Linked DNA regions of Danio rerio: region 1 is linked to region 2. A link is a contact called in public HiChIP or PLAC-seq data. All regions are on one chromosome and are shown on one strand. Each heading gives the region's core, a stretch centred on a gene start, on an enhancer-like site or on the middle of the called end of the contact. The rest is flanking DNA. Distances are from core to core; before and after follow the strand shown.

Evidence for each region. HiChIP or PLAC-seq counts read pairs in DNA pulled down with a chosen protein or histone mark.
Region 1: a contact with region 2 is called in an H3K4me3 HiChIP or PLAC-seq map of gastrula embryo, with 4 times the contacts expected there. The contact joins the promoter of ralgps2 here to the promoter of angptl1a in region 2. A contact is called at or near these places in 2 of 4 datasets of contacts at active chromatin or transcription factors (embryo and gastrula embryo).

What each region holds. Positions count from the first base shown.
Region 1 is chr20:17,376,032-17,379,819 of GRCz12tu, reverse strand. It overlaps ralgps2 (Ral GEF with PH domain and SH3 binding motif 2), which reads left to right and starts at 1,863. Exons shown (of 21, transcript NM_200474.2): 1 at 1,863-2,031.
Region 2 is chr20:17,214,895-17,218,536 of GRCz12tu, reverse strand. angptl1a (angiopoietin-like 1a) reads right to left here and starts at 1,988. Exons shown (of 4, transcript NM_001014820.1): 1 at 1,199-1,988. The coding sequence starts at 1,988. All of the region lies in intron 9 of ralgps2 (Ral GEF with PH domain and SH3 binding motif 2), which reads left to right.

The DNA of each region.
Region 1 (3,788 bases), core at 614-3,113, 160 kb before region 2:
ATGTCGTCAAACTGTTCACACTCATAGCAGTGACATATGGCTGTATATCGTCACTAAGACAACACACGCCTCCCACCAGTGCCGATCTACAGCCATATCACAATACTCATAAGATATTGCACATATATATGAAGTTAGTTAGCAAGATAAAGTAATGTTTTGTTTCATTGTAAATACCCAACAAACACACAACGTTGCTGCGATGTAACGACCTTCCTACAACGTTGTACCAACGTTGTAAAAAGGTTGAGGATCTGCGTTATTGGCGAAGGTTGTCACAACTGTGTCATAATGTTGCCATTTAAATGGCCGTTACTTTAGGTTGTGTTTAGGTGGCATGAACAACCACTTTACAACATTTACTGATCATCAGTGAATCAGTTTAAATTCCAACAGACCGTTCAACATCTCATTCAACAACGACAGAGTAGACGTGAGTATTGCTTTTCTTCTTCTTGCTAAATAAATCATCAGTGGTCATTTGTGTAGTCCGGTTGTGTCAAGCTCTGGTCTGTCCTCTTGTTCACTGCCTTGTGGCCTTTTGACTTGTGGCTGCTGTGGATCCATGGATCTCTGAACTGGATTCTCTGTTGGATTTCTTGCTGTGACTGCTTTCTCCGTACCAACAACTACACCTGGTCTTGGGCTGCGCTTCCCGGTCTGCTGTATTCTCCAGTCCAGAGCTTCAATGTAGTGTCTGCATTTTAATTAATTAATTAATTAATTACTTTATTTATTTATATTTTAATGATTTCTTTTTTACTTCTCTTGTTTGTTTACCTTCTTAATTTACATTTTAATTTAGCCTACCCTTTGAGTTTTATTATATATAGTTAATTATTTAATATAATCTAAACTTTATTTTATACTGTTTGCTTATTATTAGATGTGTACTTTATGCATTAAATGTTGTGAAATATATAATAAAAAAGTTTGATTATGTACATTTGTGTGACATTTTTACACTTCAAAGCTTACACGTGTAGGGAGTTAGTTTTTTTTTTCTTTATTATTCAATCAAAAGTATTTAGTTTTAAAGAAAAACTAACTCCATACACATGCAGTTGTTAAATTAAAAAGGAAAAAAAAAATAATTAAAAATATTTAATATTAAGCAATACTGGAACATTAATACTGCTTATCCTGTATTCTAGGCAGTATTGATAAACTGCCAGGAAAAAAGCATTAATACATGTAGTAAGAACGTCGTCTCACGGTTGCTGAATGTTACACGACAACGTTGCTACAGCCTTCTCACTTACATTTGTGTTACGTTGTGACATTGTAGCGAGCACGTAAAAAAATGCAACGTTGTACAGACATAACTACAACGAAGATGTGTTTGTTGGGTATTTCCCCAATATTAACAAATCCAAAACTAAACATTTTCCCAAAGTAAAGAGAAATCAGACAAACTATCTTGCAGGCAAAATCAAAACCATAGCCATTACAATAAACTGATGTTAAATCCATAAAGCAATAACAAACATATTCATTTATTAGAGGAAGTATCGAAAAAGCAATGCTTCTCCACCGCAAAACAAGGCAAAACAGAAGGGTAGGGCATATTTTGAAACAGTCAGATATTAACTCATATTAGCATCAAAACAATAGCAAATTATTTGTGTTAATAGGAATATTAAAGCGACAAAAAATGTATCTACCTCACCAGTTACTATATAACGCTTGTCTTTTCATTGACACGGCTGCAGGAGCCTGAAACCGCTCCCTCTTTCAGCTCTCCTCCAATAACACCCTAGCAGCATTAGATAGAGCCCTAGCCCCGCCCATCACACACTCTCCTCCAATAACATCGCAGCCGAATCAGACTGAGACCGTAGCCCCGCCCACTGTCGGATCAACGGACACACTCAACACATACACAATTACCGCTCCTGCCGGATCATTACAGGCGCGCAGCTGTTGTTGTTGTTTTGCATTGTTTATATTAGTTTGCTGGGAGCATCGCGTGGACCTTAGAGTAACGATCGCAGCATCTCTGCACCGGAGTGGAGCCCAGATCGCGAAGCGGTGAGTTTGACGCTGTTTTAGTTGCTTGTGATGCACTGAGCTGTTATGAGCGGGATGTTAGCAAACAGGCTACAGAAGCAGCACGCCTAGGATGCGATTAATAGCCGCTCCGACCGGCGACATGCTGTTAACGGACTAAAGATGCGCCCGTTTGGGAGGGAATCCGTGTGTATGTGCGTGTCAGGCGCTTGATGTGAGTTTTTGCCTGTATAGTGCTCGCTTTCTGTTGATAATGGGCTGCGCTTTTGCGGCTGGCGTGTTCGTGTGTGTGTAATAATCTGCGGGATTAAGTTTATTCTCGTGCTGGATGGAGGTGGATCACCGCAGGATAACGGTTGTTTGTCTGGAGGGGGTTTCACGTGCCCTCCACCTCGCTCCGAGTCGGGGTGTGTCACACACACTCCAGCCGAGGCTTATTTCACACCTTCACAAGCTGATTTCTTTCAAAATTGCTCAGATTTTATGACAGATATCATAGTTGCTAGCTACTAATTAATATGGAAGTCGTGTCGGCCATTACTGTCATGACAAGCAAAGACATTACAATTCTGACAGCGTTTGAAGGAGATTCCATATAGGTTAGCTGTTGTAGATATGTGTTTAACTGTGCTTAAACTGATCAATTTTAAGGAAGTATGTGGACAAAATTGGAAGGAGATAACACTAAAGGGTTAATTCACCCCAAAAGGAAACTAGTATTAATTAATCACCCTCTGAGCCCTTCATTTGTCTTCGCAAATCAAGTTAGGTTATTGAAGATGAAATCCGAGAGCTCTCTCATCCTCCATAGACAGCAACAGAATGGAGACGTTTAAAGCCTATAAAAGGTACTAAAACAATGTCAAAACATTCCACGTGTCTTCAGTGGTTTAAATGTTAGCATACGAAGCTCCAAGAACACTTTTATGCAGCAAATAACCTGTAATATTACTTGGTTTGTTTTTGTCCTCCTGTCAGTGACGGGTGCTATGGGCAGTACAACATATGGCCATTAAGGTGCGTGCTCAGCGTAGCGTTTTAGCGATGCAGAAAAGTAATTGCTGTTCTTTTCTTTTGTTGTCAGTAGAACCGCTGCATTTTTATAAGTCCAATTAAATTATAATAACGTTTTTTTTTTTTGGATGTTACAATCAGTATTGTTCGTTTTTAGGATATCAATAAACTAGTGTAATCTAAAATTGTGACAATTTGCGTTTAGAAGACCTAAAACTGATATAAACATGTAAAGCATTAACTCATACTACAGTTTCTCATCAAATCATAACTAATCAAATGCTCTCTAGTGTCTGACATGCCCCGCCCCTTTCAACATGGTTCTTGTGTGCTTTTGATTTGATGCACTTGAGCTCAATCACCCTCACTGGCAGAGCTGTGACAAAACAAAACGCTATTGGCTATTCTTTTAAAAAGGGGTGGAACTACACGATGTCCCACCCTCTCTTTGTGTTTCAGTTGAGATTACGTAAAAAAACGAATAAAAAATTCTATTTCAAAACACTTCACGGGACGTTTAAAATGCTGTGTTGAGCGTTAATTTCACACTGAGCGCTCCCCATTTTTTAAAAGTTTTGATGACAGGTGAGCGTTTCAAAACAGTGCTCGCTTTTCTGTGGTGCAATACAACACGCACAACCTTCCTTCAGACTCATGAACATCTTAGCGGCCGATCACACCAAACGCGCATTTATGTTCCAAAAATGCGATGCAACGACTGTATGCTGTTGATGTTAATACGTTTTTTTTTTTAATTATATAGT
Region 2 (3,642 bases), core at 739-3,238:
ATTCAGAACCCCAGTTTAGATTAGCCTAAAAGTTCCTCCACTTCACTTTTCTCTAACCCATCTCTTTAATCTGCTTCAGATTTTTCTTGGAGGGTTGTGCGGGTGCATGTTTTCACGTGTTCACTTAGGAATCCGTGAGCTCATATTTTGTTTTCATGGGCTGCCAGAGAGGATTCTGCAGGAGCGGAATGAGGATTCTGAGATTTGTCTCAGTAACTTCTGGCGTTACAACGTTGCACAGGCTGTTTCTGTCTGTGTGTTCATGCTTGAGGAAGATCCCAATGCTGCACATGGAGAACACATAGGTGACCATTACCTCCAAACAGGACTGATACCCAATAGTCTATTTAACATTGTGTCACAAAAGTTCTTAAGTCAGCATTTTGGAAAAGACCAATGAGAACTGACTGAATGGGCATTGGGATCAGATCAAGACTTACCTTTTTTGTCCCCCAAGCATTTTACTTATCTACAAGGATAACAGATCTGTACTCACTGTTGGTTTTCCACCACAGAAATATGTGATATTACAGGGCATGGGACAGCCATGACCTACTGATCAGAGATTTGTACTTGTGATCCAATGGTTGCAGGCTCAAGTCCTGGCACTTGCAGGAATTGTTGGTCGGGAGAGTTAATAACCAGAACTCTCTTCCACCCTAAATACCATAGCTGAGGTAAGACACTTGGGAAAGTCACCGAAACCCAGCAGTTCTCAATTCTGGTCCTTGGGCCCCCCCGCCCTTCACATTTTGTACGTCTCTCTTATTTCATACAAGGATCAGTTCATGGATGTCTCATGGATGTGATGATCTGAATCAGGTGTGTTAAGTAAGTGTGCAGACTGATGGACCAGATATCCGGAATTGAGAACCACCGCAGATACCCCAACTGTTTCCCAGGCATTCCCACCTCAAGATGTACGTTCATGTTGTTTTCCTTGTGTGTCTGATTCACTTTTGATGAAAATGTCCGTTTAATGTAAATGTACACCACAGACGCACAGCACAATTTCCCTGATGTCTTGACATTGAAACTACCCCAGGACCCTTCATTTAAAGAAGCCTTTCAAAACGTGTCATTGTTTTTCACTTAATTCCACATTAAACAAAGCCAAACAGGAGATCCACTGTCTTATCAGTATCATTCATAATACAGCATGTCAAGTAATTCTGTCACCATGTCCCTAGTCACTTACCATCAGCAGTAAGAGTGCCCTGTGGGGGTGGTGGGATTCCCAGTGGATCAGGCGTTGGGGTGTCCATTCGTGAACCCCGAGGAAATGCTCTGTTGTTGTTGTCTCTCTGAATCTCATTAGTGAATCGGTTGTTGTTGGCTGGAATGCTTTCAGGCACCACCTGCACCAGCGGTGGAACTGCTGGCAAGTCTTGACGTCCATATCCACGTAGACAGCGCTCCTCCAGGGCAGCGATGAGCACAGATTGGTTGTTTACTGTGCCTGCAAGGCCTGCAAAACGCAACTCCAACTCTTTGTAACGGGAGGCTAGTCGGAGCATCTCTGTGGTGACATTCAGCACACGGTTCTCCAGCTGCGCCAGTTCCAGGGAGTTGTCTCTCTTACGGATAATTTCATGAAGCAGCTGCATGTACAGCTGTGTCACTCGGGAATTCATGTTACGAGATTCTTTGCGCAGAAGTTTCATCTCATTTACCAAGTTCCCGTCCACGTCTGCCACTAGTTGCAGCATTTCAATCTCTCTTCGCTGCTTGGATAGGATCTCCCGCACATCAGAAATGTCCATACGTGTTACACGGTCTTTGTCTGGTTCAGGCCCAGTCGCAGATGCACAAATTGGACCTGTGATCTTCTGCTGGGGCATCAAGAAAGTGTAGGAACACTTCTTGGAGTCATCTGCTGGTGCTCGCCTTTGTCGAGAATGCAGAAGTTCAGTTCCTGAGTGGCTTTTGCCTAACAAGCTAATGCAGAGGTAGAGCATTGTGCCCATGCACCACGTTACACCTCTCATGATTACTTCTGTTATCACCTCACAGGGTTTTTGGCTGCCTTTTTTTTTTACTTGTTGCTTGTTTTACCAGTGGAACACTAGAAGAAAGGTAATCCAGTGCCACTTCTGTTAGGAAAAAAGAAATGCAGCCATCAGTCAACAATCATGCACATCATTCATTTATCATCAAAAGTGTCATTATGTTTGTGTTAACACATACTGCAGTAACATTTAACATTTATTTATATGCCTCTAGACACATACTTTGAGGTCTATACTCTTAGCCTTAAATGGAATTTTATTGTAGAGGTCATCTAGCTTGTTAATCTCATGGAATGAATTAACCACAACAAGAACCTCATGTTTTCTAAGCCCAAGGGGGAGTGACTCTATGATGAATTTACATTGCTGATCGTTTGGTTAATAGTAAAGGAAGACTGGGCATGTGCTGATGTGGACACCACAGCAGTCTTTTACGCAGCACCTTATGCGGCACAGTAGGAGCCCACAGGAGCTGTCATTAATTCAGACAAGCCCCTAGAGTATTTGTTCTTGTTTCCTTTAACGTTTTAATGGAATGCCGCCATGAAAAGTATGTGTATTAGCAGTTCAACATGCTGTACAACCTTTACCCCTTCTGTTCTCTCAGACACCCTGCTGTGCTATTCAGTCTTGTCTCAGACACTTAAATCAAACACACATTTGATCCTTCACATCCTTCACATCCTCCACTAACACATGCCCCCATCCAGATGCTTGATATCCTCTGCTTACAGCTCATCCCTCCTCTGATGTCATCACCATGGTATGCTATACACAACCCATCTTTAGTGTGGACTTTAACCGTTCAACCACCCTTGTACCTTCTGCTCAGTAACACATACATGTAATCCCCCACACCACTTTTCCAGGGTTCAGGGGATCAAAATTCCTCGTACACCCTGCTGTGTATCCCACCCTACAGGGTTCAGTTTTTAACAAACTCCCACTCTGAGAACCCCAGCATGTCTTCAGTATTTGGCATAGCAGCACTCTCCAGGAGCAGGTTTAGGCTCCTCTAATCCTAGTATTACCTTTCCCTTCATGCTGAGCTCTGCTTTTCATCAACACCTAGATGTGCTTGCTCCGGTCCCCCCTCCTTGTTTATACAGAGACACATTTCGCAGTCAGCATATTCACCACATGTGCCGTTGCAAGACCAAAGATATGTCTGCAGATCTTGTTCAGTTGTCTCTCCATGTCAGCTTTACTAGAACACTATATTGTCGCAGTAAAAAAATGTTGCTGACATTTTAATTTGGAAAGGGAGTTCAATAAAAATCCTACTATGACCTCATATGCTATAGATTATAAATTAGTGGTATCAAATCCTACTCCTTGCGAGCCAATGTCATGTAGAGTTTAACTACAGCAGGCTGTAAAGGAACACTCTTCTTTATGGAAATGAACTCACTTTAAATGTCTTCTATAGTTAAACAATAGAGCTTTATCTTTTTTGAATCCACTAATCCAATCTTTGGGTCTGACATAAACTCTTTTAGCTTAGCTTACCTAGAAACTTTGTTTAGCGTAGAAATTAGAAAATAGCAACTTAGTTTTTTGTCTGTCTTAGTACATGGTGTAACTACAGTAATGTCAAGTCTGAAGAACTTAATCCAGGTGTCTTTAAATAAAT